6 separate regions of the Mus musculus genome follow, and regions 2, 3, 4, 5 and 6 are each linked to region 1. A link is a contact called in public HiCAR-type and promoter capture Hi-C data. All regions are on one chromosome and are shown on one strand. Each heading gives the region's core, a stretch centred on a gene start, on an enhancer-like site or on the middle of the called end of the contact. The rest is flanking DNA. Distances are from core to core; before and after follow the strand shown. Region 1 holds the start of Tbc1d15 (TBC1 domain family, member 15). Region 2 holds the start of Kcnc2 (potassium voltage gated channel, Shaw-related subfamily, member 2). Region 3 holds the start of Mdm1 (transformed mouse 3T3 cell double minute 1). Region 4 holds the start of Nup107 (nucleoporin 107). Region 5 holds the start of Slc35e3 (solute carrier family 35, member E3). Region 6 holds the start of Mdm2 (transformed mouse 3T3 cell double minute 2).

Region 1 (5,072 bases), core at 1,890-4,389:
CCACTGAATCACATTTATATTGCACAGCAGGAGAGTCACAGAAGGCCACGCTGTGGGAGCTAAACTCAGACTAGGTTGTTGGGAGGCGGGGTCCTTTAAGAGCGGAGCAGGCTTCTCTCTACTCCCAGTGAAAGAAAACACTGCCACATAGCAGCTCGCTAAAGCTTAATTAAAAAACCAACCATTGAGTTCCCAGCATTATATACGTCCCACTCTATTTCATAACTATACTACCTTCATATTTGTGTACTGCCTTCTGTTTCTTTGCAGAAACCCATCAGCATGAATAAATAACTATTCAAAACCAATACTACTTAACAGTAGTTAAGCATCTATATTTATCAAGCACATGCTTGACGCCAAGAATTACTCTAAATGTTTTACAAATATTAATTCATTTAACAACTCCATGCTATATTTATACCACTCTATGAAACTGGGTAATGGGCACAAGGAAGCTAAGTAATTTTCCCAAAGTCATACAACTCAAGAAGCCGAGCCAGGTTTGATCCTAAGCAATTAGGACTATCTCCTTAATTGGTGCCATAGGATAAGGACATTTATTCAGCATCCAAACACGATGTCTTGGGCTACAAAGCTAGCACAGCTGTTAAAGGTTAGGCTCTCTACCAAAATGACAAAACTATGACTTCTAAAACACGGTATTTCTCAATACCCAAAATAAGAATGAAAAACAGATAGCTCCCACCCATACCAAAATACTATATCCTAGGTTTTAAGAATATCCAACCAATCAACTTCAGGGAAGCTGAGGAAGCAATGCCAGCACAGCACCCACTCCCAGTCAGGCCACACGGGGTGCATTTAGTAATGATCCCCAGAACCCCACATAAGGCCGGTACTGTTACCGTATTACAGAGGAAACAAAAGCAGAGACTGGCTGAAGTCACTAGAAAGTGGCTAGTTTATAAAAGAAAATCTGGCTCGACTCTACACTCTTAACCATTACCTGTCTTTTATTACTCTGAATAAAAAAGGTTAATTTCCTTAATCATTTCCAGGCCTTAGATGCAAAGAAAAGCATGGCCATCTGCAGTTTCTCTCCACGCTGACAATTAGAACTGGCAGCCTAGAGTTTGGTCCTTCGGTGTGGGTGGGGCTTGCCTTGCCCAGTTTAACTTATCACAATAATCTTGTGTCTTTGTTAACATCCACGGAGCAGCCGGTGGGAAACGCAGCCAGGTGCATCGCATGAAGCAGATAACCCTATATTCGCACAAGCTGTCTCTCTGCATATAAACTGCCGATCTAATCTCCGTACCTAGTGGTGGTTCCTAGCCCACTGTGAAGGTGTCACTGACAGAGCCTCCTGTAAAACAGCAGGGCAGACACCCACACACAGAAACGCCCCCGAAGACATCTAGGAAACAAACGTTTTCATAAAGGCTTTTCTAGATGAGCCCAGCGCGGTGTCAATCGCCAGTTCCCAACCTAACGCCCGCAACCATTAACCATCTGGGTAATTTTTCGAACAGGACCCCAAGCTCTGAGGACACAGCTGCAGAGCTCCTAGTGACAGTCACCTCAGTCAAATAAGGTGATGAAGCAAAGTCACAAAAGACAAGTTAAGCTTGGGCAGTCAGTCTGTGAACGGTACTAATGACTGTAGAAGGTGGGCAGCCCCTTAGGTCTCAGAACTGCTTTATCGAGGGTTCTTTTCAGAATCCATGCAAACTGGAAAAGAGAAGTGTAGTTTAAGTTGTGAAGATCTCATCTTGGAAAGTACCAGATTGGCCCAGCCCAAAACACCAAGATAAACTTTCTAATTTGTAATGAATCAAGAGATGACTAGCACTCATCTCAAATAAAAAAGACCAAAAATATTTTAAAAGGGCAAGGATATAAGTATACCCTAAAAGGATGCCCAACCAATTTTTCGAAAGAGCAAGACTACGTAACGTATAAGCGCTTCTGTTGCGTCTACCCCTAAGCACTCCAATACAGGATGCCCGGCATCCCTTCCGTTCTGCAGATAAAGACGAAGAACAGAGAAGCCTCAATTATCCAATTTCCCAAGGTCACAATTCAGATCTGCACCGAAGATAAGGCCGGTATTTGTTATTCCACAATCTAAATCTGCACAAACGCTGTCAAGTTCAAAACGAGGAGAAAAGCAGCGAAACATACTACGTGGAACTGAAGGAACAGCGGAAGCTATCTGCAACAAGTAAACAGGTCTTAGTGCTCTGAGTCATTACCAGCCGGTCACTGACGTTTGCGAAATAACTCGCCACTGGGAAACGCAGTCAGGTGCATCGCATGAAGCAGATAACCCTATATTCGCACAAGCTGTCTCTCTGCATATAAACTGCTAATCTAATCTAATCTCCGTACCTAATGGTGGTTCCTAGCCCACTGTGAGGGTGTCACTGACAGAGCCTCCTGTAAAACAGCAGGGCAGACACCCACACACAGAAACGCCCCCGAAGACATCTAGGAAACAAACGTTTTCATAAAGGCTTTTCTAGATGAGCCCAGCGCGGTGTCAATCGCCAGTTCCCAACCTAACGCCCGCAACCATTAACCATCTGGGTAATTTTTCGAACAGGACCCCAAGCTCTGAGGACAGAGTTGCAGAGCTCCTGGTCAGCTCCTCTGCATGGTGACTCGACGCCTTCCCCCAAAGACGACAGAGAGCCAAGCAAGCCAGGGTGGCCAAAGGCTTTTTACAAGAGAAGGTTTTACGGTCGGAAGGGCAGACGTAAAGAACCAGAGTCACAGGGGGAAGGAACGGATTCAGGGGTCCCCGAAAGGATCCGCGCTGCGGGGCAGAGCCGGGGACAAACGCCCAGGCCTGCACCGCCTGGGAGCAGGAACCGTCTAACCCCGCGCTCACCCAGCCAGCACCCCGGAGGGGCAGCTCGCACCCCGCGGAGCCCCTTCGCTGTCACACGCCGGTCTCCTCTGAAGCCGACCTGGCTCGCCTGCCCCTCGGCGGCCGCCCGCCCGCCCGCCAGCCGCAGGCCACCGGTCAGGAGCACCCGCACCAGCCGGTGCCGTTACTCACCTTCCCGCTCACAACACCCGCCGCCGCCATGTTCCCCCGCGCGTGCCTGGTGATGACGTAGCACAACCTCACGTGGCTCTCGGACTCACAACAACATCCGGTCGGGCTAAAATAACATCCGGGCGGGAAAGGGGCGGGGAGGAGCGGGAACAGCAGTTAGGCGCATGCGTGGTGAGGATGCTAAGAGGGTGGAGCCGTCGTGCCGTACTGCGCGTGCGCGTGCTTCCCCCACATTTTAAATAGAAGTCTACGGCTTTTGAAGTTTGCTCGGGCGTGGCACTTTTAACTTGGGGAACGGCTGGCGAGTCTCTTGGGTGTGATGGAAGGAGCACCTTGTTTAGACCCAGAACACGATGCCACAGCTTTCTTGCTTTAAATAAGTCACGGTAAAATTGGAATCGCCTTGAACATCAGCCCTGGAGCTAATACACGCAGAGACTTTTCCCCTTGATATTAGAGGATTCTGAACATGAGTATTGTTGCTGTCACTCACGCATGACCTTGAGCATGGTATTTTTATAGGAACTGTAGTTACTACAAGGCCCTTTATCGCTCCAGAGTTCAGGGTGCCTCCACAGCTTAGTGGTTATGATTTCAATTCCTAAAATTCACCCAAGCATCTGCATGTAAAGGATCATGTATGGCCATACGGATCTCCCCCATGTTTGGAAACAGATCGGTAAACTATTAAGTTCAAAATCTAATTCCTTCTCAGCGCAGCACCCTGAGACTTAGCTCCGGTACACAATAAAATTGACATCTTAGAGCAGTTAGCAATAGTTCTCCACCTACCTAATGCTGCGACCCTTTAATACAGTTTCTCATGTTTTGGTGCGGACCCCACCCCAACCAAAAAGTTGTTTTTGTTACTACTTCATAACTGTAACATTACTGCTATTATGAACCGTAAAGTATCTGTATTTTCCTATAGCCTTAAGAGACCCCTGTAAAAGTGTCGTTTCACCCACACAAGAGTCGTGCCTGCCCGCTGAGTTAGAGCCTTTTCAGGCTGCCTGAGGTAACAGCAGAAAAACGTGATCTGCAGGTTCTGTGAGTATCAGGAATCTAATCGGGGAGGGAGGTGCCTAAGTCTTACAGGAGAATGCATGCTTAGCCCCAGGAGGGACTCTGACCACCAAATATCAGAGATTCCAAGCAAGCCCTAGATCCCAGTGCCCAAGTTCTCACTGCTCGGTAAAGCAACGCATCTGCCAGCCATTAAGGAAGCAAGAGCGCAGTGAGTTGACAGCGAGAGAGCACAGGGGCTTATCAGTAGACCAGACTTCCCCAAGCCAACTGATTGTGGGTAGTAACCGGAGTCTGAATAATCAAAACTAGATTCTTCTGCTATCTCAGAAGGATGGAGTAATGTGGTTAAAGGAGAAACCTCACTATATTGTCAAAACTTAGCAGTGTCAGAATATAATGCTAAGTAATAGCAGTTACTCTACAACTTTTTGTAAATTTTAAAGAACTAATGTCTTAAATATCTAACATAATATAACATGGGCCAAACATGCTAACAGTCCTGAAGACATCTTTTTTAATTTTTGTAAAATTAAAAATAAAACTTATTTCCTAGCTGGGTATGGTGGCCCATACCTTTAATCCTAGTGAAAGACTCCGAGAGGAGCCCCTCGCTCAGGCCTCAGGACAATAGCGGACACCCAAGAACTCACGACAGACCGAGCTTGTTGCAAACCACATGAGGCTTTATTCGGGAAAGCCAGAGCTCTGGGGACGACTCATATCCCACGCAGGGGTAGAGGAGTCGACCTCGAGGGGAAAGAGTTCCCAGTTTTTATAGGCCCTCAGGGGGGGAAGGAGAAGGGGGAGATTAGGGGATTTCCAGATCTAAACAATGTCTATTCTCAAGAAATGGGTATGGAAGGGTACAAGGAAAGAGTCTAATGAAGGTGCAGCAATGGGCACACACCTGGTCAGAACATTGGCAGACACACAGGTTCAAGGAGTGGCCAGAGCATTGTGCACCTCTATTTTTCTAAATCAGTGAAGCTAGTTCTGCTAACACTGACGTCTATCT
Region 2 (5,072 bases), core at 1,768-4,267, 3.0 Mb before region 1:
CTCATGGGAACTGAGTTCTCTCTCCCTTCTGCTCTTCTTCTATGTGAGAACACAGAACAAAGGTCCACATGACAGTCTAGACATCTCATTCTGGACTTCTTAGTCTCCGGAGCCACAAAAAGGCAAAACAAAACAAAACAAAACAAAACAAAAACCAGTTTCTATACAAATTAGTCTCTGATTCACTGTTAAGGTGGAGTAGAATTGACTAGGTTAACAGAGTGGGTCATTAAGTGATGATTAAAACATGCATATTGAAAAATAATTAGTATTTTTTTAAAAGTGCACATTTGTCATCAGGCTTCAAGAGCTTTACTTCCCTTGTATTTCTGCAGAGTGCAGTAGCTGAGCTAGTTTGGGGTCCCTGCCCAAGAGGCATCTGGAGGGAAATTATGGGTATTTCTCATCTACTGGATAGGGACTGTTTATGAATATATTACGCTGTAAGGGTGACTTTAAAAAAAAGTTGTTACACTTTAAATGATTTGATCTGCTCAGCTGTTAAACTTTACAAGCACGTCATTCTGAGTCATAGAGTTTTCTTTTTGGACAGGAGCTCACTCTCTACCCCACATCATGGTAGCTACACCTCACCATTTCACCATGGAATCAGGCTGGAGCCTTGAACATGGTCCTCTGTCCCTGGTCTCCCGAGTGCTGGCATCAGCGTGAGCCAGCATGCCAGGCTCACCACACATTGTCAGGAGATCCAGAGTTCCTGTGATGATGATGTAATGCCCCCTTTCTGTAGCCTTCCCTGATGCTGAGTCCAGGACACAAAGGGATCCACCCGTTGCTTCCCTGCGAGCTGTACTGTCCATACCGTCTTTTATACTCTTGCTCCCTACCAGTCATAAAGAAAACTGGCGCTGCTGTCCTCCCTGCCCCCCACCCCCCCAGTTTTGCTCATCATCTTTTAATGCTTTGTTGTCTTTTCACTTTTATCTGAATTTTACAGCAAGATCAGTGGAATCAGTTGGCCAGAGGGGTTTTCTGTTCTTGGCCATCTTATGTAACGGATCCTGGATGTTTGTATTAGGATGCTCTTCTGTTGACAGGGAGACAGAGAAGGCTTTCCATTCACTGCTTGTGTGCCAGTTCTCCCTCAGCAGATGTGGCCCACCCTTTCCTCTCCCACATCTTGTTTTCAGATTCCCAGGTCACAGTCTCTGTTTTACATCTATAAGTCATAGGAAAATTCTGACTTCTTCCGAAGGATAATCCTCTTATCAGCGTGAGTACTTCTCAGTAGCTCATATAAACTTAGATCCAGCCAATGTGCTCCAGTTGACATCATTGTTTCCCTCCCTGTAAGTCCTCCTTGCCACTCCCCTTTCCGTTTTGATTCACTCATACCTTTCCCCAGAGTACAAGAACTATTGTGAAACTGGAATCTCTCATCATAGATTCCTGTCACTGATATATAAGATACAAGTTAGCTTTCTATAGTCTTCATTATTATACAATGTGAACATTACTTTTATTAAAACCGAAGGATGGAATTTATGCATTTTACAATTATTGTGCTCTCAGTAAATGTTATCTGTTACTACCAATGCTCAGGTTACCATTATTACTATTGTGAATTTACTTTAAAGCTTATATCATATTCTTTTCTATATTGAACTTATGACATTAAATAAAGGAATAGCTGGGACAATAGAATTCGAATTCATTTGGTAATTTTTTTCCCTAGTCTGGTATTCTTACATCAACTATTAAGTAAAAAACAATGCCCCATAGTTATCCCCACAGGTCAATATGATGGAGGTGATTCATCAATTAAGTTTCTTTTTCCAGTCATGTCAATTTGACAGCTGCAGCCGACTTTGTGGCTAAATAACAGTATTGACAGCAAAATTTGTTTTTTCAAAGATCCCTCCCTCTATTTACATCCTGATGCTTTCCTTACTGGTTGGATGTTGATCCTAACATTGCTCATTGCTCATGGAGTTGTGGAACGGTACACTTCTTTGGCTCTGGCTCCTCCTCCTCCATTCCACCTGTCCCCTCTCTCTGTCTCTCCTTGAAATGTAAACACACACCCACACAGAGAGAGAGAGAGAGGGGGGGAGAGAGAGAGAGAGAGAGAGAGAGAGAGAGAGAGAGAGAGAGAGAGAGAGAGAGAGAGAGAGAGAGAGAGAGAGAACATGCTTTTTTTGGTGATGAGATCTAGTATGAGTTATATCATGTTCTCCCTAAGACAATCTACTGGGGTCCCAATGTCCACTAATTAAAGGGTGATTTTAGTTGGAGACATGGTCTAGAGGTGATCAGGTTAAAATGAGGCCGTTATCAAGGGTTGTTGTATCATGTGGGTGATGTCACGGAGAAGGGAGAATCTGGAGACACACATAACATGTACACAGGAAGAGAGTGGTGTGAGGAGATGCTGGGAGAAACTAGCTACCTTCAAGCTCATGTAGCTGACTGGATCACATTCTATCCTCAGGGCCTACAGAAGGACCAACCCTGAACCCTGAAATTGTAAGATACTCTATTTCTTCTGGGGGGAAAGCCCTGCGGTTGTAAATACTTAATTTTATCAGCGCTAGCAGCACAAACAAGGCCCAGATAGACAGTAGAGTTAACTGGGACTTGGCTGATGAGAGCACTGCTTTGTTGCTTGGTTATTTCAGACAAAGGAAGCTGAAGTTTTACTTTTTGGAGCATTATGTTCCTGGGATAAACTTTTAGAAACTTGTTTTGTTTTACATAACCGTGAGGTGGTGGCTGGAGACCTACATTTGAGTGAAGAGAGAAAGTAGAGCCCTGTAGAAGACACAAGAAACAAGATCCCTGTCACCTGTAAGCAGACTTCTCCTGTCAGCTGTCATTAAGGAAAAGATACAATTGGCTTTAGATTCTCTCTCTCTCTCTCTCTCTCTCTCTTGTTGGGAGGGGTGGGGCAGTGAGGAGACAGGGTCTGGAGATCTGTGCTTAAAGAGTGCAGGTAGGGCTCCAGAGAGGGCGGAGGACGGTGCTGCTTATCCTAGATTCCCCAGACCCACCCACCCACTGTAGCTGTGTGCTCAGGCAAGCGGTGGTGAAGAACAGCTCTAGCAGAGGACGCTTTCGGGCGGGGGTGGGGGGAGCACCAAATCTGTGGATCCAAATCTAAGCTGAGAGCCTTCACTTTCCACTGGGTGAGCCCCCCTGTCCTTCGGTCAGCCTCCGCTCCAGACACAGCCAGCCGACCCGAAGGTCTGCGGCGGGGTCGGGCTGTGCCAGCTGGACCCGCCCCGAGCTCCATGGTTCGCCCAGCCCCGCGCGATGGTGACTCTGGGTGCGGAGGGTGGCTATGGGAGAGCCAGCAGATCGCAGCAGCGTGAAGGCAGGGAGCGCGGCGGGCGGCAGGCGGGGACTGTCTCCCCGACCTCAGCACCCAGAGAAGCGGATCAACCACCTGAACCCCGAAAAAACGCCAACAAGTAGTTTCTCCTTTGAGGAGGGCGGCTCAGCTGGTCGCAGAGACTCTGTCCGACTGCAGGAAGAACCTCGTCCACAGGGAGACCCAAGCAGATCCACTTTACTCCCGGTCTCCTTAAGGTATCCGGGGACTAGGAGGGGAGAAAAGGAAGGGCAGCGCAGGCGGGCATCCCCCTGCCTAGCTTTAAGAGCTTGGCTGTGGAGCCCCTGGGGAGAAGCTGGAAACAGGCGGTCTAGCTCAGCGACCCAGGGGGTGTGCCTCCCTCAGCTTCTCCTGGGCCTCGCCCCTCCTCGAAAGCAACCCCCCACTCTCCACCCCAAGATGTTTGTTTTTCTTGGGAAGGGGGAGGGGTGGCAGAGACTGCTCACTTTTGTCCTCAAAGATGGATCCTAGTTAGCCGTTTCCTTTCCCAAGTAATAATAACATTTAGCAACAAACGGCAACAGTAATGTGAAAAGGAAATTGGATGAGGAAATTAGTCAGAGGTCTCCTTGGTGAAAGGCGGTAGCGAGGACGTTTGTTGTTGTTATTGTTGTTCTGACTTCTGGGTTCAGTCTTCTGCCTGGTAGGTGAGGGAGAGAAGTGAACTGAGAACAGAGCGGGCAAAGGGCACTCCCCTAGTGCTGGGGGTGGTGGTGGCGGTGGGGAGAGCTGTCTTAAGGTTGGACCAGGGTATGCAGGCAGCTGGGGCACTCCTGGCCTCCTCCCACTCAACACTGCTAAGTTGCCTCAGCAAATGTAACTCCCTCATGGGGGAATTGCATTAAGAACAGGGGAGGGGCTGAGCGAGAGAGAGAGAGGGATGGGATAGTGGGTAAGGGGTCTAGTTAGGGAGGAGCGCTTGGAGCAAAGGCGGGTAGAAAAAAAGGCTGGGGACTGAACGGTGGGGATTTAGGGAAAGGAAAGAGGGGCTTGGGGACTTAAAGCAGGTTGGATGTGACAGGGATAGAGGGGAGGCATGGTGGAGGGCAAGAAGGAAAGAGAGGTCAGAGCCAAGGGTGGACTGTGTGCCGCAAGAGAAAAAGGTTTCCTGGAAGGTCAAGGAAGACTCAACTGTTCTTCGTTCTCTGGGAACCTGGGCCAGGGATGCGAGAGGCGGGGACAGGACTTGGGCACCAAGCTCCTCCTGGGAGGGTCCTTTCCACTTGCCAGCTCTGCAGTTTGGCACTCTTGGGTTGAGGTAGGGGGTAGGGTGGGGTCCTGATGAGTCTCTGACCCACGAGAGCTTTAACTTGGTGCTGTGTTCGCCTCCCCTAGTCATGTCTGAGCCACAGAGATGGGCAAGATCGAGAGCAACGAGAGGGTGATCCTCAATGTCGGGGGTACCAGGCACGAAACCTACCGCAGCACCCTCAAGACCCTGCCTGGAACTCGCCTGGCCCTTCTTGCCTCCTCTGAACCTCAGGGCGACTGCCTGACTGCGGCCGGGGACAAGCTGCAACCGCTGCCCCCTCCGCTGTCTCCGCCGCCACGACCGCCTCCCTTGTCCCCTGTCCCCAGCGGCTGCTTCGAGGGCGGCGCAGGCAACTGCAGTTCGCACGGTGGCAACGGCGGCAACGGCGGCAGCGACCACCCTGGGGGAGGCCGCGAATTCTTCTTCGATCGCCACCCAGGAGTATTCGCCTATGTGCTCAATTACTAC
Region 3 (5,072 bases), core at 1,702-4,201, 2.9 Mb after region 1:
TTTCTCTGGAAACACAGAGACTCGCTCAGAGGTACAGCCTAGGTGGTCTTTAACTCACTTTTCATGATCAGCAACAATGCATCAAACAATCTTTTTTTCCCATAATTTTATTGATTCTTTGTGAATTTTGCATCATGCGACCCGATTCCACCCATCTCCCAGTCCTTCCATATCTGTCCTCAACCCTTGTAACCTCTCCCAAAATAAAAAATAAAACTTAGAAATTAAAAAACAAAACAATCTCTCCTAGAGGCTGGGATGTGTCATAGTATATACCCTTGGGTCCACACCTCTTTACTTGCAAATGTTCAGTGCTGTAAATCACTGGTCTGACTTGAGGCCTCTGGTTTCTGCTATACCATCAATACTGGGCCCTCGCTGGGACTCCTCTCAGATATCCGGTTGTTGCCCCAGTCATGGAGATCCTGTAGCTTTGGTTCTGCAGGACCTGCCTTTTCAAGCTCAAGCACTCTAGCAGCACAGAGGGTGGGTGTTAGGGTGAGCCAGCTTGATGCTCCGGATCTGGGCCTGGATGTTAACTGAGTTGGTCAGCCCACACCACTGGGCTAGCCAGCTCTCCTGTGCTCACACCATCAGGTCAACATCAAACAACATTAAGTGTATATTTTTTCCCATATCATAAGATAAATTTTTAGAAGAGGAATTGATGTGTCAAAAGGATGGTCAAATTGCTCTTGTTTGGGGTTGTAGGAATTCTACTTGGAGGGGAAACAGAGGAGCGTAGATAGAGAAGCAGGAAGCAGGTACGGTACATTTCCTGTCCCACTGTGGGAAGCACAGCATGCAATCTATCCTAAGAGAAGTCACTTTCTGGATTAGTTTCCAATGGGCTTCACTCTGAGACCTTTGGAGATAAGAAAACCAAAGCAAAGCAAAGCAAAGCAAACCAAACAGCTCTCTAAGATGCTTTACCATTTCCTTAGTAGAGAGAATGAGAGGAGAGAGGGTCCTCTGTGACATAGCTGCAGGCTAAAGTGTCTTTCTCTAGTGGAGACTTAGTAGCCAGCTACCATGGTTGTAGCCGGCAGTAATAACACATCTATAGATATATGGCTGTTGGAGAGAGTCTCTGTGATGCTGCTGGGCATACTGTGCATGGCTGTACATGCCAGTGAGGCAGTTCACATTGAATCTTGAAAAATGTGTGTGGGATTTTGGAATCCACTCCATCCTTGTGGTTTTTTTTTTGGCAAGAGTTGTTGGTAACACAGAGACTACATAATTTATTCAGTGTTCAAACCTTTTTTTTTTATTCCATATCTTTGATTCATTTCCCCAGGGTGGGGGGTGGGGGGAGTTGATTTTTGCTTAACCGTGACAAAGTAAACATTTCTCCCTTGAGTCCCTGCAATACATCTCTAGCAAAGCTGGGTGTCACCAAGTCATCTTTACCAACGGCCACATGCGTTTCTTGTCATTGATTCCCTGCCCAGCAGAGCTTTATCCCAATCGCCTTTGTTCCTTTTTAAGCAGACAGGCTATGTTCTTCTACCTACTTCCCCTGAGACTGTGTGGTGACAAAGCTTTGTGTACAATCAGAACCGGCTCTGTCCTATCCTGTAAGGTCCTGGCTGGCTTCCTGCAGGGGGTTTCATTTCATGTTCCACTGTGTCTTGCCTGTGTCATTTTTAATTCACAGGACTGGGGTTCTGTCCTCACCGATTAACATTAACGAAAGGTCTCCTGGATGCATGGCAGCACAGGGTCTTATTTAATATTCTCTCTGTTTTAGATATCAGGTGGCTTCTTCAAATGAATTTTTAAATTATCTCCATGATAATGAAGAAGATCGGAGACATCAATTAGGAGCCAAGAAGAGGAGTCTGCAGGAAGCACTTGAAGGGACTGGGAAGGGTTGATGGGAACATCCCAACACAGGACAAAGGTAAATTCATTATTCCTAGAAGAACCCCGGCAACCTTCTCTCCAGACATATGTCTGCCTTGATCATCTTATCTTCCTCTTCTTGCAGTTGTAATTTTCAAGGCCAAGTCTGAAAATTACCCCTGAGCCTCTTCTAATCATCTCTACCCTCAGGGACCACTCTGCTTCAAACTTCCCATTCATGCCTCTCACTTGGAAAGCGAGCCCAGGACATAGTATATTATGATCGACTAAATAATGTATTTAGCATGTCTGGGTAATTTTTTTTCTGGACTTTCAGAATTAGCAGTGTTTCACGATGGGCAATAACCTATAAAAGTCAAATGGAATTTTATTTTTATTTATTCTTTCAAGACCGAGTTTTTCTGTGTAGCCCGATACTGGAACTCACTCTGTAGACCAGGCAGAGATCTCCCTGGCTCTGCCTGCCCAATGTTGGGACTGGTGGTGCATGCCTTTAATCCCAGCACTATGGAGACAGAGCCAGGTAGATATCTTTGAGTTCCAGGCCAGCCTGGTGTACAGAGGGAATTTTATTTTTAAAAAGGATGAGTTGGCTTTGCGGTCTTAATAAACTTTACTTGAATCATCCTAGGTCGTATGTATTTTTGGACCTATCCTTTTTGACCCAAGGCTCGTGTAACGCTTCTCTCCTTAGCAACTTCTTTTCAGCCGGGTACTCTAGGGGCAATTTCCTTTATGGACAAAGAGACTGTGGGTTCTGTCGTGCATTCTGGAATGCCAGGCACACTTTCACGTTCTGTGATGTCAGGGAGCTGGAACCAGTGAGGTAGGCTCTTGCCGAGCCCGGCCACACTACACAGACAGGCTGCGGTGCGCGCACTGCGGGGACTCTGCCTGCAGCCTCCTGAACAAAGCTCCCGCGGGCTCCGCCCACCGCAGCTCCGGTATCCTCATTGGCCAGCTCTTCGCCCGCCATTAGGGAGCGGGGCCGTGCCCTTACGAGTGCTGGTTGGTCTAATCGTAATGACGGTGAGGGCTGCCATTGGTCTTTAGGCCTCAAAATGGGCGGAGCAAGGCCGAGAGGCGGGGCGGGAGGGCGGCGCGGAGTGCGCCGGCGCGTCGTCGGGGACGCCGGGTCCAGGATCTTGCTAGGGAACCAGTGTTGTCGCGTCGTCCCGCCCCCTCGGGGCTTTTGCTCCCGTTAACTGTCGGCGGGGCAGGCTCCGCAGCGCAGGGCGACATGCCGGTGCGCTTCAAGGTGAGGCCGGGGGCTGGGCGGCGGGTGGCGGGGACGCCGCGGGGTGGGTGCGTGACGCGCCTGTGCCGTACCGAGCCTCCTGGCCGGAGCCTGTGCGGGGCGGAGGATGCTCCGGCCGGTGGCCCAGCGCGGAGGGGCGGGTGGGGAGAGTTCGATGGGGGCCTGACGGCGTCAGTCTGGGGTCGCCAGGAGCGGAGGCGGAAGGAGGGCCCTTGACAGTGGGACGAAAGGCTGCTGTCGGTGTAGGACACCTGTGGTTCCTCTTGCCGATAGCATTCAGCTCCTTTCCTGCAAAACTTTAAAGCGCGCGGGTCTTTTAAACGCTTGGGAAGCGGGCCCCAGTAAAAGGAGAGCGTGGGTAGGTGTGCAGCCTGCTAGTTGCACGTTTGCTTTAGGTTTTGCTCACAGTTCCAGATAGCTGTCTGTGTCTAACGCCTTTCCACGCAACAGGTGGCCACAGTGTTTCTGTAATCCCGGACTCTTTAATTCTAAAGTGCTTGCCAGACAGAGTGGGAGGGGAACACGTCTTTCTCTAATTGCCTTTTATTAAAAGCCATAACATTATGCACTCGATGAATTTAGGATAAACCTCTAGTGAGGACTTAGGTTTGTTACCACACTTTGGAATCAGAGAACCAGTTATAGCGCAGCCTCATTGAGGGACTCCGGCTTGTCTGGCTCGGGTGGTTGTGAGGATTAAGGGGCTACTTAGCCCAGGGCTGGGTAAATATTAGCTATTATTAAGGAGCTTGACTGGGGTTTAATTCTCATTCTTGGGCCTTTCAAGAACACTCTTCAGAGGTTGAGGTTTTTTTGTTTTTGTTTTTCTTTCTGATGCTAAAACACCTCTTCACTACACTGTGCTCAAATTGCACTTTTCATTATAGGGGCTGAGTGAATACCAGAGAAACTTCCTGTGGAAAAAGTCCTATTTGTCAGAGTCTTATAATCCCTCAGTGGGACAAAAGTACTCATGGGCAGGACTTAGATCGGATCAGTTGGGTAAGTTGAGCAAACCAATAGCTATCATAACTTGAATAAACCTTGGGTTCTGTTTACAAAACAATTAAAATCTACCTGTGTTGGCCTCATGTATAATTGGCAAATATTTATTGATGCTATACTGCGATCCCAGAGTCCCTTATGTACAAACAAACAAAAACAAACAAACAAACAAAAAACACAAAGAAACTCATCAAATCGAGTTGTATATAAAATAGCATGATATCAAAAAAAGTTGAATAGTAAAACTGAAGGGGAAACGCCTGAGATTGGTTGTTCTGAAAGAGGCTTTTCTGGAAATGTTTGAGCGGAGAGGAGCAAGCCTGAGGGTGAGGACTTTCAAAGACTTGAAGAATGGAAGGGTAGGTAACAGAGGCATGGCTGGAACTTGCTGGTTTTGGTCAGTGCCATGAGTTCAGAAATCATGTTCTTCCTCTTACATAGGCTTCGTCTCCTGACCTCAGAGAATTTGAGCCCTCGGGCCAAGGTTTCCTACTGCACATTGAAAGAGTGGACTGACTGTTCTATCTACTGTTTCTCTCTCACCAGCTAGGATATTGGAGAGTAGGCCTCTGTCTCCTTGTTTGTCAGTGGAGGCGCAAGGCTTTGAGACACCCTACTTTAACTTATTTTTATTTTTTATTAATGCAAGTATACCTGTGTATATCATGTATGCATGCAGAGGCCAGAGAACCATCCTGGGTGTTGCTCCTCAGGAAGGCCGCCCACTTCATTTTAATACAAGGTCTCTCACTGCCCTGGAGCTCACCAGTTAGACTAGGCCTCCTGGCCAGAGAACCCCCGGGGTCCACCTGTCTCTGCCTCTCCAGTGCTCGATTATAAGAGCATGCGGCCACACTTAGCCTTTTTGCATGGGTCCTATGGGGTTAAATTCAGGGTTTTGTGCTTACAAGGCAACTGATCATATTATCAGCCCTCAAAC
Region 4 (5,072 bases), core at 1,879-4,378, 2.5 Mb after region 1:
ACTATATACTGATATAGAGGACAGCAGATACAGTATGTCACAGTTACTATGTACTGATATAGAGGACAGCAGATACAACATGTCACAGTTACTATGTATTGATATAGAGGACAGCAGATACAACATGTCACAGTTACTATGTACTGATATAGAGGACAGCAGATACAGCATGTCACAGTTACTATATACTGATATAGAGGATAGCAGATACAGTATGTCACAGTTACTATGTACTGATATAGAGTACAGGTCCTTGTTCATAAGAGCTCAGATAACTGTAATCATTACTATTTATGCTTACTTCCTGATATTGTAGCTAAATATTTTATAATGAAAATTATACAAATGCCAGCTGGCTACTTCATTAAATACTTCCAAAGCACAAACAAAATCTTACAAGGCTGTCGAAAGGAGCTTGGCGTTCGAGGAATGATCTGGCTTCTTGGTGTAGCAGTACCAAAATTGTCCTCTTGGTTGGCCTGAACTTAGGAAGAATTAAGGAAAGTTTCCATGTAGAGAAAAGAAAAATCATTAAAGTCAAGCAAGGATTTACTACACAGATACATGAGCACACTTCTTTCAAGAACAAAGTGTTTTATGGGCACCACCTTTTCTGTACAGCTGTTAAAGCCACCTGTCATTTAAATTCTCAGATAGAGACTAGATAATAAGTTTTGACTACTATGGCATACCAGTAGTGAGACAACATGCTTTTCAGAGAAACAGGCATCTTAGCTCACTGACATTCACTGAGAACATGTATGTCCCGTGTATGTAAACATATATGTAAACCCCAATGGAGGTAAGCCAAATTCTATCCCAGCTAATGTTTAATCCCACAGCCCTGATTCACGGCACCCTGCACTCTGCAATCCTGACACGAAGGATACTTAGAACTCTTTTGTGAGCACTGTGCTTCCGGGCAGTCCTCGTCACCTCCGCATCCCGGATCACAGGGGATGACATCCCCCCGAAGCCACTCCTAGAACAGTATAATCAAGGTCTTAGACGGCATCTTTGAAGGACTACCGTTACAGTTAGGGCAAAGAAAGGATCTTCGTCAGTCGAGGGACGGCTCACCCCAATAGCCAAGTCTTGGATCTTGTTGGCAAGAATAACCTCTTGTCTCTGAGTCCTGCTTACTCCCCCAAATCCCACCCAGTGCTCGGCTACCAGCCCTGTCTTTGACTGCCTAGTATCACAATAGTATGTTCTCCGCGGAGTTATCTTAGAACCCGAAATTTATACTACAGTATGGCTTCATAAAGGTAAATCTTTTCCTCCATCAGACCAAAGAGCTGCTTGACTACAGAATTCTCTACAAGGAAGGACTCTGCACTCTCTAAAATACGGTGATGAGTTAGCTGCTTGTTGAAGGGCTTGGTTTTAGCCCAGGCTCACACCTCTAATCCAAATTGTACTACATAGGAAGTGCCAGGCCAATCTGAGACAGGGTGAAAGCAGCTTCAAAAACAAACCCAAACAAAGAAGGAACAGGCTCTGAGAATTCTTCTTTTTTTTAATCCTCATGAAAACTTCACAGAATATATCTATACAAGCTAAGCCAGTCATCATGTCACTAGGCAATATCATCATATGGGACCACTGTTATATTTTTGGCCTGCATGCTGACCAAACACTGCTATGCAGCCAGGACTATACTTCAGACTGTGAGTACGATATGGCTTGGCGGGATGAAAGAAAAAGTGAAGCAATTCTAGTGAAGAGGAGAAATGGCCCTTCAAGTGATTTCCCTCCATGTAGACTAAGGATGTCTCCTGTCTTAGCACAGTGCTATGGGCCTCCAGCACTGTCATCTGACAGCTTATAAACTAAACCATGGGGGTTGATTTTAATTATCCTTCTAGTACACCTTTCTTCCACTTAAAATCTCCAGCCAGCTTCCTCTTCTCTGCAGACTCAAGCTAACACTCACCAGCACAGTATTTACACCACCATCCTAATTTAGTTCTGCCCATCAAGTCCATCCGCATTGCTGGGAGCATTCAGCCACACAAGCGTGAACATTTTTCATGACTTTATATCTGAGTATGTTTCTTTTACAGAGGTCTATATGTGTTCCCCTGTCACTGGATGTTCATCTATCTACTTAAGTTATTCATCAAACAGCTTTATGGAGATTCAAAGGTCCCTGCTGGTAATGTTTCTCTTTCCCCCCCCAGAACCTAAGGGTTACTACGCAAGCACTCTACCACTGAGCTATATCCCCAGCCCCATAACAGGGTTCTATTTAACTATGCCATTCCTTAAATCTCTTACAGGCTCACTGTTCTATATAGATAAGATCCTCACGGGATTGCTCTAAAACTAAATGTGCCACTTAAAGCTTAAGGAACACACATAAGATAACCCCTAGCACAATGTTTTCAGTATCAATAATGTGCTATTATTACTCAAAAGACCAGCTAGCAAGTTACTTTTATAGGTTTGCCTGAAACTCCTGTGACAGGGAGATAAAACATCTCCTTCATTTATTTTCCCCGCAGTACAGTATAAATACATCGTATTACACTGCTCGACTGTCTTCACTACACAATCTACTCCCCGATGCCAAGGGCCTTAAACAACCCATCTTCGTGTCAGGCGAGCATAAATCATTTGAGAGGGAGGGAGAAATTCAACTCCCTAGGGCCGGCACTTTAAAGTCTAAGCTGACCACCGTTACCCAATAACGTACAGCTGACATGACTTAATAACCGCAATAAAACCACGCTGAGGACGTCTGGGCTGAACTGTCAGTGCGGCTGATGGCCCTGAGCTCGAACTGCTTCATTTCGCATTTCGAATGCGGGACCATCACAGACCCCCGCACACTTCGGAGCGAGCGCCGAGAAGACCCGGGAGGCGCGGCGTGGAACCCCGGGGATCCGCATTCTCACATCCCCGCTCCAATCGCGCCAAGCGTCCATTCCTCCACCGAGGGCCAAATCCCTGGCCGCGGAGGCGGTTACGTCGCTAACAGGCGAGAGCCCCAGTCTCGGCCGAGGCGTCCCTACCAGGACTGACCTGTCCATGGCTTCAGCGGTCTCCGCCTAGAACCTTGCAACTCTTTGACTGCAGCCTGGCCGCCGCGTTTCAGCCTTCCCGCTCTCCGGAAGCACACCCTTCGACCCGGAAGCGCGGCCTGGCTAAGCCAGTCCCAGAGAAACAATGTTCCCGCTCGGCGCATGCGCGACTTTCGTCTCCAGCCGCAGGCTCAGTGGGCGCAGGCGCGGAAGTGTGCCAGGGAGTGACTGCGTGGCTGGGTGGTGCCGGCCAGGCAGGAAGGGGGCGGGGAAAGGGGCGGAGCTTGGGTATGTCGCCTGAGCCTGGCTTGTGGGCGTGGTCTGGGTGGGGCGTTGTTCTGGGAAGCCGGAAGTCTATAACCTGGACTTTAGGAATCTGTTGAAGAGTCTGCATTCAGCGTTCTTGTTTGCGGTTCAGCGCCACTTTACGGGATCTGGCCTGTCTCGGGGCGCTCACCTCTTTGAACTGTGGTGTAACCTCACTGGACGGGTTTTGAGGTTGTTTTCTCTCGTTATTTATTTCTCTTTTACGGAATCAGCCGTTTTTTAAGAAATCCAATAAAAAAAGCAAAGCATAAGAAAGCCACATGGGAGGCTGAGGCAGGAGGAAGAACCACGATTTTGAAGCAAGCCTGCACTAAGAAAGCCTGACGATAGTAATAATAGCAATTATTATTGTTGCTGTTATTATCATAAATTTTAAAAGTTTTGGGCGTGGGAATACTTACCTGTTCCAGTACCTCAAAAATGTTAGGTCTCAGGCCCTCCAAATATCTAGAAATGAGCTCTGGCTGAACCATTTCTGATTTCTGGCGGTTAGATAAACGCCAGCATTCCTCAGGAACTCCTGTAATGCGTTTTCCTTCGGTCTTCTTAGCTACTTGTCCCCACAATCCCGACTCTGCACTAATTTCTAGTCTCTGCTCTCTCATCTTGCACACAAAACTATCTTGAAGAGCTCCAACAGGCGCAGACATTGCAGACACATCACCAGCAGGTGTGGCCCTCTCCCTTCCCCTCTCCCTTGCTAAACCGTTAGATTACATTCCTAAACCTAGCCACCAAGGTCTCTTCCCTTATTTGGCCACATCCTTATGCCTGACTAAAACTCCGAGGTCCAACTATCAAAATTCACTAGCTGGCTAACATGTCCACTTAGGACTTACCAACTCATCCTAGCACAGCCTTCCCCCTTTCTCCTGCAGAGACACCTGCTGCCTTCTTTGGCCGATCCAGACGGAGGCAACACCTTCTGCTTGTCCGTCTTGGGTAATACATTTCCTTTGTGCTGAGCATTTGGTGTCTGGGTGTGTTCTGTCCTGACTCCCATCTCTTGCTGATGTAACTATTCTCTCCCATTCTCTAGCTTCCCCGGCCCTGGCCATGTCCAGCCTGTTTCTTTTTCTCTCCGCTCTGGGCACTTCCAGGTGCCTCTGGATCTTTTCTCTCTCTTACCCACATTAAAAACCTTATCCCTAACGGAGCAGTCACGGTGGCAGTTTCTTTACTGTGCCCGTCCCATGCACAGAGTAAGGTACAGACAGGAATCAGGGCCATGCTCAGGCCCTACTAAGTTAGAGGCCAGTACGAGTTTGTTGTTGTTTTGTTTGTTTCTTTGTTTTGATACCCAGTCTCAAAAGAAAAGAAAAAAGTAGTACTATAGTATCCCTTCTAATCCAGAGCTGTCTGAGTAAAAGGCAGTGCATCCAGCTGCCTGAAGAATTCAGTTGTTACTTTTTTGCTCCTCACTTTGAAAGCAGACACTGTTTATTAAGTAACCAGATTACAACCATAGTGTTAGAAGGGCCAGCCAGGGAGCAGCTTGCCCTGCAAACCTGATGATCTAGCTTCTGTCCCTGGACCCCTGGTAAATGTGGAAGGAGAAAACCAACCACAAAAAAAATTGTCTTCTAGTCTCAAAACTCAGCCCTACCTCCATGTATGCTACAATTACACACAAACACACAAGTGTACATACAAATACACACATGCACACATGGATGCCTGCACACGTACAACACATATGCCACACCACATACCCCACAC
Region 5 (5,072 bases), core at 664-3,163, 2.5 Mb after region 1:
CAGACAAGTTATCAGAGGCCCATGAGCAAGTCGTAACACCAACACTTCTTCTGAGTTTAAAATATGCACATCTGAATTTTTTTCATGTTCAAAAGTTTGGAAGTGTGTGTGTTTCACCCAAGTGACTTTATAATCAAAGAGTAAATGACACATGCGACCGATGAACTTAGGAAGCAAAACCTTACTGCTCATTTTGTGAAGACTTCCAAGAAGTTTGTCCCCAGCTGCGCTTAAGCAGGGGTACCGTGCGCTTACAATTGGACACTTGGTGGGCATCGCACACCTGAGCTGCTGTCTCCTCTGCTCTCGTCACCTCCTCAGTTACGCTTTCTTCTCATGTCTGTTGTCTCTATACTTGTAGTCTCTAAACCTTGGGTTACAGCTTCAAAATTTACAAAGTCTACTAAAAAGGCACAAAAAGAAAAAAAAAAGTTACCAACCACTTGATAAAGGGACGTGACTACCACACCAAGGGCGGCAAACACCATTCCAAGCGAATGAAACTTCACATCGTAATAAGAATTTAGGATTACACCTACAGTAATAGGAATCTGCAAAGACAAAGAGGCAAATGCTGTGAGATTAAATTCAAGAATGATGTCTTACAACACTAAGGAAACATAACAGTGGGGCTGGGGTGGGGGAGCACTGTAAGTTTTCTTTGGGGAAAACTGCCAATCCTTCTCTACAGAGATTCACATACAACTCTACATCTGGAAGAAAATATGAATCCGTGCGTTGTGCTTTGTAAGGAAACAGGACACACATTTACAGGGAATAAAATAATCCCCCAAACCAGTACTTAACACATAAGCATAAACAAGGAAGGAGGAAAGCATTATGACTGGAAAAACGAAAAAACCACTAAGTGCTAATGTTATTTTAACGAATCTCCTTTTATGTAAACACAAGGCACCCCAGCAGTGTGCCACTGAAGGTGTATTCCGAGGTATTTTATGCTAAACCATTTCATGTTTATCACTTCTGGTTCGATTTCCTGGGGATATTCTTTTCTTTCCAGGTTGAGCTTTCGCAGATATCCTGACACACTGAACTGTTCCATTAAGGCAGCTCTCTCCCTCATCAATCCCAGCAGTTAAAGATTTCTATCAGGAACACACCCATTTACTAAATAGCAGCGGAGTGTCGAGATGGCCTTTTCCACCCCTCCCCAAACAAGCTTCTTATAAGGGCCTGGCTCGTGTGTGGAGTAAAGATTATGGGAATGGGCTTCCGTCGTGCCAGGCTATAAGCAAGGTGTATTCAGTTTTCCCGGGGAGAAAGGCAGCCAGGTAGCTGGGCAGGGACAGGCTCGCGCAGCGGCAGCGGCAGCTACTCACCAGCGTGAGCTGTATTCTGACGGAGAATCTCTTCTGGTACCAGAAGGTTTGGATGGCTATGATCACCGGCGTGGTCATGGCCTTGGCCAGCTGATAGGTGCCTATGGTGTTGTTCTGCAGAGAAAGGTTGGTGAAGACCACAAAGCCACAGAAGCTGAGGGCCAGGAGGAGGAGCTTGGAGAGCGGCAGACTTTTGGGGGCAAAGATGTTCAGTTTCTGGCAGATGTACAAGCCCAGCCAGGTGACCACGAAGTGCACCAGGGTCAGGCTCATGTTGGGGAAGCCGTGGTGTACATAGATCCATTTGTTGAGGAACACGATGCAGATGGACACCAGCAGGTTGAACAGGAGCCCGGCGGCGATGCGCCCGTTGCCCCGGACCCGGTCCGCCAGCGATGCCATGATGCCCGCCGGCTGCGGAGCAGCGTCCTCGGCCGAGCCCGGGCTGTCCAGCCTCCCCGCGGGGCGCTCGGACGCTCTCCCGCTGTCCCGGCTCTCCGCCGCCGCGCGCCCGCAGCCGCCCGCTCCACGGTCCGGCCGGAGACAGGCATGCGCCAGCCGGGTCCCGGTCGCTGCGCCGCGAGGTAATAGGCCGCCGCCCTCCGAGCGGGTCCGCCACGGCTCCTCCCAGCCCCGCCCCCGCGCAGCCACGTGATTCCGCCGCGCAGGCGCGCTCGGCGCTCCGCTGGGTTGCTTAACTCGGCTGGAGGGAAGCCCTTGGCTCCCAGGGAAGATTAGTTTCTGTGGCCGATTCCCCGACTTACTGGGAGGCGCAGATTCCCCGCCAGTTTTACTCTCCACGTTGCTGAGCTGTTTTAATCCTCTGAAGGGGGGCAGAGCATTACTTACTGAAAGCATATTTTAAAATATCTTTAAAAGTCTAAACAGGCCGGGCGGTGGTGGCGCACGCCTTTAATTCCAGCACTCAGGAGGCAGAGGCAGGCGGATTTCTGAGTTCGAGGCCAGCCTGGTCTACAGAGTGAGTTCCAGGACAGCCAGGGCTATACAGAGAAACCCTGTCTCGAAAAACCAAAAATAACCGTCTAAACAGGTAAGAGTGGATGGACAACTAACTGTCGTCTACTGTAGATTTAAACATATTTTGGCGTATTTGCCTCGAAAAACTTTAAACCACAGAATTTTTTACCCACGAAGTTTTTTTTTTTTTTTAGTAAAACCTAAGAAGCAAGTACATTTACCTGTATGCCCAAGATATTAATTGCACTTCTAAGAGGCATATTATAGTAGCAAGCATGCAGTCCAGTTTCAAAGTTACAGAGCTGGAGAGGAAGTGAAAAATTATATATTTTTGGTTTTGTTTTTCGAGGCCGAGAACTCATTCAGGCTAGACTCGATCTCAATATTCACTTTTATTCACACTGTTACAATATGAGAGTGGTATTTCTCATCTGCAAACGTCAAATACCAACTCAAAGTCTGTCCACACTGATTGAAAACGTGGACCCCCCACTTTTACAATGTTACAGGGATTAAATAGAGCAGACTTGGAAGTCTCTACAGAGCTAAGGATGACACAGAACGGATCTCCCTGCTTCCACCCATTGAAGTGTCACATGCCTTGCAACTAATGTGTAGTTTTAAGTTTTGGACACTATTTCATAGGTTTTTATGATCTGTTTGCTTATGTCTCTGCCCGTTTTCTCCAGGATACCGTTTTTTTCTAATTGGCACTGAAAAGAAGGTCTTTGCATCAGAGGCACAAGAGACTCTTTGATGAATTTTCCACAGTTAATTACGTGTGTGTGTGTGTGTGTGTGTGTGTGTGTGTGTGTGTGTGTGTGTGTGTGTGTATGGGTGCCTGTGTGACGGTCAGAGGATAACTCGGAGTCAGTTCTCTCCGTCCACCAGATGGACTGAATTCATGCTGTAGGGTTTGGGAAGCAAGCACCTTTACCAGATGCCGTCATATCAGCTACGTTCCTCTTTCGTACCGCATTTTTTTTAGAGAATTGCCCGTTTACTTAGATGTCTTGTCTTAGTTGGGGAGGAAAGGGTTTGTTTGGCTTACACGTAGCTGTTTATCACCAAAGGGAGTTAGGACTGGAACTCATTCATACAGGGCAGAAACCTGGAGGCAGGAGCTGATGGAGGCCAGGGAGGGGTGCAGCTTAGGGCTTGCTCCGCCTCACCCCCCACCCATCATCTCAGGGATGGCTCCACCCACAATGGGCTGGCCCCTCCCCCAAATCACTAATTAAAGGAAATGACTTACAGCTGGATCCTGTGGAGACATGTTTTCAGTTGAGGCTCCCCCTTTCAGATTACTTTAGTTTGTGTTGCCATAAGACCAGCACACGTTCAACTATTCGTCCATTTCATCTATAGTTACTTGAATTTATTATAAACATTAGCTTTTCCATTTTCTCTCTGCTGCTTGTTGTGCTGGTTGTTTTGTTTTGTTTTGTTTTGTTTTGTTTTTTTGTCAACTTGACACAAGCTAGAGTCAATTTGGGAAGAGAGACGCTCAATTAAGAAACTGCTGCCAGCAAGTCAGCCAGAAGATGAGCCCGTGGGACATTTTTTTCAAATGTTACTCCATGTGGGAGGCTCAGCTTACTGGAAAGTGCCATCTTTCTGTAGGTGGTTCTGGGTTAGATCAAGCAGGCTGACCAAACCCTAGGAAGCAAGCTGCCAGGAAGCAGTTACTAGAGGGCCTCTGCTTCAGTGCCTGCCCTCCCGCCCCTCACTGATGGAATATTAACTAAAAGTGCAAGGTAAAATAAGCCCTTTGCTCCCCAAGTTTCTACAGCAGGAGAAACCCTAGGGCACCGCTTGCTTAGCCTTACCAAGGACAGTCCCTGTTTTCTTTTTCTTTCTTTTTTTTTTTTTTCCGAGACAGGGTTTCTCTGTGTGGCCCACGCTGTCCTGGAACTCACTCTGTAGACCAGACTGGCCCGGAACTAAGAAATCCGCCTGCCTCTGCCTTCCAAGTGCTGGGATTAAAGGAGTGCCCCACCATTTTCGGCTTCCCTGTTTTCAAAGCTCACCAGCTCTTACTGTTTGCTAGAAATAGTCCCATTGTCACCCTCCCCTACACGTGTGTGGATTACCCTTCCCTGCTCCCTCAGTAAGAGCCTGGGAAGTGTTCTGGCTAGGTGTGATGGAGTACAGTTTCAGTCCCAGTCCCAGGAGTGGGAGGGCAGAGGCCTGTGGATCTCTGCCAGTTCAAAAGAGTTCCATGAGTTCCAGGACGGCCAGGGCTGCATGGTGAGACCCTGCCTCAAAGAGGGAAGGGAGAGGGGGGAGAAAAAGAGAGGGAGAGAGAGGGATTGAAGAAGAGAGAGGAAAGTTTACCCTCCTTAGTTGAGTCTGTGTTTAAGGTTATGGACTTGGGCTGAGATAACAAATTAGATTTTTCTCTCAGCTCCTCCCGCTTTGACACTTTAGGTAAATACCTTCACCTGACTGCAGTCCTCCTGCTCAGCTTTCTGAGTGCTGGGGTTACAGGCACCTGACAGTATTCGATCTGACATGCAGGCATACCATCCATCCCTAGTGGCTTGTCTGGGATAAAATCAGAACCAGAGTTCCTTTATTACGTACATGCATACTCAGTTCCGCTAGTTTTTTGAACACTATGTAACGCTTTCACCTTGGGGGAAAAAAAAAGAAATATAATGGGACGTAAAGATTAGTATTAAAATTAATCCTCCGTCCGTTAGACTGTTCTTGTTTTACCACATTACTTCATTTGTGTAGACTTTAATGTTA
Region 6 (5,072 bases), core at 1,431-3,930, 2.5 Mb after region 1:
AAAGGGTATTAAGACCTTATTTTCAGATTAAGTAATTCACTCTTACAAGATTTGAAAAAGACTTTTTGTTTCTTTGTTTTTTCTAGACAGGGTTTCTCTGTGTAGCCTTGGCTGTCCTGGAACTCACTTTGTAGACCAGGCTGGCCTCGAACTCAGAGATCTGCCTGCCTCTGCCTCCCAAGTGCTGGGATTAAAGGCATGCGCCACCACGCCCAGCTGAAAAAGACTTACTAATGCTTAATTTTCTTATGTAACTCATATAGAAGTCATGCTAGCCTTCTCCTTAGTGTATCAATTTTAACATACGTACTGCCAAAGCAAGAAGTTCTACATTTTTGCATATTAAATTAACTCAAATCAAAACTCTACAATGGAAAGCCAGTTTCTTATCAAAGCTTACAAGATAAAGTTAATTTTAAAAACTACTATAAAAACACAACACTGTAATCTCACACTTAACAAAGAGAGTTCTGAATAAAGATCTACCCGGAAAAGGTTTTTAAAATGCTATATGAAAATACTTTAAATATGTGCATAATCTTGAAATGGAAGAATTCCTCCAAAGCATTACAAGAAAATTCAAAAATTATCAAAATAAACAAATTTGATACCTTCAATGGGGCAGACATCAGATTATAGTCCTTGTAAAAAAAAATTTCTTAGGTTAACTATACTTGAAAATTATGCAAGCTACTAAAATATGCAAAAAAAAAAAATGGGGGAGGAAAGGAAGAGCGAGAGTAAATAGAGAGAGACATTGGCAAACCCAGAACAAACAGGCTGTTTAACTGGAGATCTGGGACATGCCCACTGAAACAATACATTTTACTCCACAGAGCAGTAACCGTAGGAACTGACTTAACTTGCATACATGTATTCTCCACAAATATGTATGAAATTACATCAGAAAGGGAAAACGAGGGCTGGCAATATTCGTGCTGGCAGGATCGAAGACGGCCATGACCTCTGCTGAGCAGAGTGAGCAGTCTGCAATCAAATGTGGTTACCAGGACGTAGGATTCTAGTTCCCTATCTTCCTCACCCTTACTTTACTCAAACACATGGGCAACTTTTACATCCCCCAGTAGTCGTGAGCCTGAGACTGTCGCTCAGCTCAGTAGTACAGTACTTGCATACACACACATTCTAAAGGCTGAGGTTCAATCGCATTATCAAATCCTATGCAGCTATTAAAAGTAATTTTGTAACTTACTGACAAGCTGTAGAACACCTTTATATGCTAATATAAAGTAGAAAACTTAAAGAGATACAGAGCAAAGACTGGAACTTTATATATTTTATGCATTCCTCTCATAACTAAAATCCTCACAAAAAGCACGGATGCTTCTATGACTTTCGGTTTACCATTTAGAACAGTGATAGAACATCATGTCACAACCAGCAGCACCCACACACTGTGCACTTCTAAAGCCTGCGTCAGGGGAAGGGCTGTGGAAATATAGGTCGCAGTGACCACTCTCTAATGCAATTGCAATCGAGAAAGTTAAGAGTTTGTAGGTAAATACTTAAAACGACTGTGCGATAATCCAGGTTTCAATTTTGTTTCCTCGATTACCTGGTAAAACAAGCTATATTTACACACTCGAGGCAGAAATACCAACCAGAGTCTCTTGTTCCGAAGCTGGAATCTGTGAGGTGCTTGCAGCACCCTCGGTAGACACAGACATGTTGGTATTGCACATTGGCCTACAAGTAGAAAAAAAACAACAACACACACGATAAAAACTTGAAATTATAAAACATCTACGAAAAGGGACAAATAGATACATGCATTTACGAAGGAGACAGAAAACGTCTTTCGGCAATAGCTCTCAAATGCAAAACGACGTCGGCGAGCTGTCCCTTACCTGGAGGCCCGCAGGAGAAGCGCGGTGATCCGAGAGGGTCCCCCAGGGGTGTCCGGTCGGTCTCCCGCTCGCCCAGCAGACGGCTGCGGAAACGGGGCAGCGTTTAAATAACCCCAGCTGGAGACATGTCAGGACTTAGCTCCTCCGACAGCCGACGCCGGACGTGTCCCAACTTGACCAGCCCCACAGGAAGAGCTGAGTCAACTCGGCCCAGCCCAGTCCCACCCGTCCCGGAAGCCGCATCCCGGCGAGTCCGGGACCAGGCACCTGTCACCTCCTGGACCCCAGCAACGAGCCCAGCGCGACCCCGGAGCGGGCCCCCCGCGCGCGGGGCCTGCTGGGAGACCCCCGCTCTTCCCTCCTCCCCCTCCCTCCGTCCCCTCCCGCGCATGCGCCGTGCTAACCGCGCCATCTCCCACCCCACCCCCCACTCCCACCCACACGCACACCCCCGGCCGCAGAATGACATCAGGGCCCAGCGCGGGCAAACGGTCGCCCAGCCTCGTGCCCCGCGACCCCACGAGCCGGCCCGGGTTACGAGTAGGCCCCGGAGGGCGCGGAAAAGAGGGAATGATCGGGACTCTCCGCCGCCCACGGAGCGGGTACCTGCTACTTCCCGCGCATCTTCCGACCCTTCACGGGGAGCGCGGAGGCCCCGCGGCCGGGGCCTGAGCGACCATGGTCGCTCCAGAGCTCGAGCGACGAGAAGGCGGCGGCTCCTCACCGGCCGCTCCTAGGCTACGCTGGCCCCGGAGGCCCCGTTAACAAAGCAGAGTTCTGTGACGAGCGCCCCCTACCGTCCGCGGAGAGAACGCCGGAAGCCACGGGCCATCCGGGCATCGGGGCGTGCGCGCGCGCACGCCCGACGCCGCCTCCTGGACCAATAGGAGGCGGGGGGCGGGGCTTAGCGGCCGCCCGGTGCCGGAGCGCGCAGGAGGTGGGGAGGGGCCGCGCGGTTGTGTTTACCGCTCGAAACCGCAATGGTCGCTAGGCAAGTTCCTATCCGACTGCTGCTGCTACCAAAAGAAAAGCAAGACTAACAGCTGGGTAGTATTTTTAAATCCATCCCGCCAGCAGCTGAAGTTGTATACAAATGAGTGATTTTTTTTTAAGACTTTAAAAATAGGCAAGGTGAGAGAGGGTGGAGTGGGACGGGGAGGAAATTGTGAGAAGGGGGTGTCCCAGAAGGGAACGGAGAGCGGGGTGGAAAGTGAATAAATAATAATGAATAAAAAATGAATAGCTCCATGGTCAAGAGTGCATACAGCTCCTTTTTAGGTTTTCAGTCACTCACGCCACACAAATTCTGTCATTGCAGGGTACTCAACACACTCTTCTGGTCTCCATGAGCAACCGCACCTGTGTGCACAGACATACACATAATTAAAGTTAAAATTAAAAAAAAAAATTCAAAGACTGTTAGGGTCCATGACACCTTGGGCTCATAGTATGTAAACGCAAAGAATGTTTTAATCTGCAGAAGTCAGCATTCTGGTGTCTCCTCTCCCCATTACTAAGATAGAGACACCCAAGTGAGTTTGCAGACCTGACATAAAGCATATTAGCGAATTCTGGGATAGGTGACCTCTATGTTAATCTATTGGGTCCATCTTTAGGGACATTCCATTCCCGGGGTGAGAGGGCTGGAAACTTTTGGCTGAGAAAGTCTGGAAACTGCTGCTGACCCATTGTCCTTGCCTCAGGCGGGGCAGCTTCTGAGGCCCGGACTTGCCCGGAATTGCCCAGTTCTTGGAAACAGAGATTTAGGCCTAGTCCCCTTAACTGCCAGTTTGAAACTTGTCATGAAATCAGCCTGGCCTTTTCAACACATACACTCCAGTGTTTACAAACTTTCTAATTGTTAGTCATCTTGAGGGCCCAAGATAGCATTATAAGGTATAGGAGTTTGGCCTGGACGCTGCTTTAGGCAGTGTGGACGCAGGTCAAAGAAAAGCATTGATAAGGCCAGATATAATGGTGTGCGTGTAATCCCAGGTACAGAGCAACAGCCGTCTGGGTCCACCTTTTAAGGTACATCTAAGAACGGAGGGTGTGTGGCACCGAGAAGGTCCTGCATTGTTCAGTCCTCGGTCCCCAAAGCAAAAGCCCCAGATCTTAAAGGACTTAAAACCAGGGGTGGTGGCACATTTGCACAGTCAAAGATAATCAGGAAGCTGAGGCAGGAGGATAGCTTGAGTTGAGCAATTTAAAGCTAATTTGAGTAACATTGATAACCTACCTAAAGGAGAAAGGTAATTTCGTTCTTTGGGGCTTGCCACTTCTTACTGACAGCCTTCATTTCCCCAACAGTTCGTGATTAAGGACTTTTCAGAAACCTTTCTCCCCTTAGGAATGGAGTGAATATTCATTTTAAATTTAATAACCTTCAGCCAGGCATGGTGGCATAGACCTTTGACCCCTGCAGTAGAGACGAAGAGACAAGTGAGTTCAAGATAGTGTGTCCACGAGTCCACACAGTGAGCTGCAGATCAGCCAGGGCTGCACACAGAGAACCTGTCTCACAGAACCCAAGCCTTGGGAGATGAAGTAGCCCAATTGGGCTTGTGTGCAGTTTCATGGGATTGGGGCATGAGCAGGATGGGGGGATGGGAGGACAGGGCAAAAGGCAAGCAGGCATGCACTCTTAGCTTAAAGCCCTGGGTTCCCTCCCCAGCACCTGTGGGAATGATGCTGCACTTGTGTAATCCCAGCACTTTGGAGGTGAAGACAGGAGGGTCAGAAGTTCAAAACCGGGCGTGATGCCGCACGCCTTTAATCCCAGCACTCGGGAGGCAGAGGCAGGTGGATTTCTGAGTTCGAGGCCAGCCTGGTCTACAGAGTGAGTTCCAGGACAGCCAGGGCTATACAGAGAAACCCTGTCTCGAAAAAACCAAAAAAAAAAAAAAAAAAAAAAAAAACAAGTTCAAAGTCATCCTTAGCTACAGTGAGATTGAGGCCAGCCAAGATAACGAGATCCTGATGAAAATAACTCCCCAGCATTATTACATTATTAGCCTCAGGAACTCCGTGTGGCTTTTTTTTTTTTTTCCAAGCTGGTCGAACTCAGAAATCTGCCTGCCTCTGCCTCCCAAATGCTGGGATTAAAGGCGTGCGGCACCACCACCCGACTTCCGTGTGGCTTTTAAATCATGCCTTTATCAAACCAAATACAGCTAGATTTCTGATTGTCGGACTCTATACTTA

What was found. Promoter capture Hi-C pulls out the DNA fragments that hold promoters and counts their contacts. HiCAR-type assays count read pairs that join an accessible place to other places.
Region 2: a contact with region 1 is called in a HiCAR-type map of astrocytes, with 6 times the contacts expected there. The contact joins the promoter of Kcnc2 here to the promoter of Tbc1d15 in region 1. A contact is called at or near these places in 1 of 39 promoter capture datasets (hippocampal neurons) and 2 of 115 datasets of contacts at active chromatin or transcription factors (astrocytes and forebrain).
Region 3: a contact with region 1 is called in a promoter capture Hi-C map of pre-B cells, with 5 times the contacts expected there. The contact joins the promoter of Mdm1 here to the promoter of Tbc1d15 in region 1. A contact is called at or near these places in 3 of 39 promoter capture datasets (liver and pre-B cells).
Region 4: a contact with region 1 is called in a promoter capture Hi-C map of liver, with 4 times the contacts expected there. The contact joins the promoter of Nup107 here to the promoter of Tbc1d15 in region 1. A contact is called at or near these places in 6 of 39 promoter capture datasets (erythroid cells, hippocampal neurons, liver and 2 more) and 1 of 9 other capture datasets (adipose tissue).
Region 5: a contact with region 1 is called in a promoter capture Hi-C map of hippocampal neurons, with 9 times the contacts expected there. The contact joins the promoter of Slc35e3 here to the promoter of Tbc1d15 in region 1. A contact is called at or near these places in 3 of 39 promoter capture datasets (hippocampal neurons, liver and pre-B cells).
Region 6: a promoter capture Hi-C map of liver shows a contact between it and region 1, with 7 times the contacts expected there. The contact joins the promoter of Mdm2 here to the promoter of Tbc1d15 in region 1. A contact is called at or near these places in 3 of 39 promoter capture datasets (hippocampal neurons and liver).

What each region holds. Positions count from the first base shown.
Region 1 is chr10:115,248,354-115,253,425 of GRCm38.p6, forward strand. It overlaps Tbc1d15 (TBC1 domain family, member 15), which reads right to left and starts at 3,140. Exons shown (of 17, transcript NM_025706.3): 1 at 3,029-3,140. The coding sequence starts at 3,058.
Region 2 is chr10:112,267,000-112,272,071 of GRCm38.p6, forward strand. Kcnc2 (potassium voltage gated channel, Shaw-related subfamily, member 2) reads left to right here and starts at 3,018. Exons shown (of 5, transcript NM_001379643.1): 1 at 3,018-3,549; 2 at 4,688-5,072. The coding sequence starts at 4,707.
Region 3 is chr10:118,138,836-118,143,907 of GRCm38.p6, forward strand. Mdm1 (transformed mouse 3T3 cell double minute 1) reads left to right here and starts at 2,952. Exons shown (of 14, transcript NM_148922.3): 1 at 2,952-3,127; 2 at 4,015-4,129. The coding sequence starts at 3,110.
Region 4 is chr10:117,789,577-117,794,648 of GRCm38.p6, forward strand. It overlaps Nup107 (nucleoporin 107), which reads right to left and starts at 3,129. Exons shown (of 28, transcript NM_134010.2): 1 at 3,028-3,129; 2 at 891-982; 3 at 398-484. The coding sequence starts at 3,035.
Region 5 is chr10:117,744,445-117,749,516 of GRCm38.p6, forward strand. Slc35e3 (solute carrier family 35, member E3) reads right to left here and starts at 1,914. Exons shown (of 5, transcript NM_029875.2): 1 at 1,341-1,914; 2 at 441-551. The coding sequence starts at 1,742.
Region 6 is chr10:117,708,078-117,713,149 of GRCm38.p6, forward strand. It overlaps Mdm2 (transformed mouse 3T3 cell double minute 2), which reads right to left and starts at 2,681. Exons shown (of 12, transcript NM_010786.4): 1 at 2,475-2,681; 2 at 1,869-1,951; 3 at 1,623-1,707. The coding sequence starts at 1,703.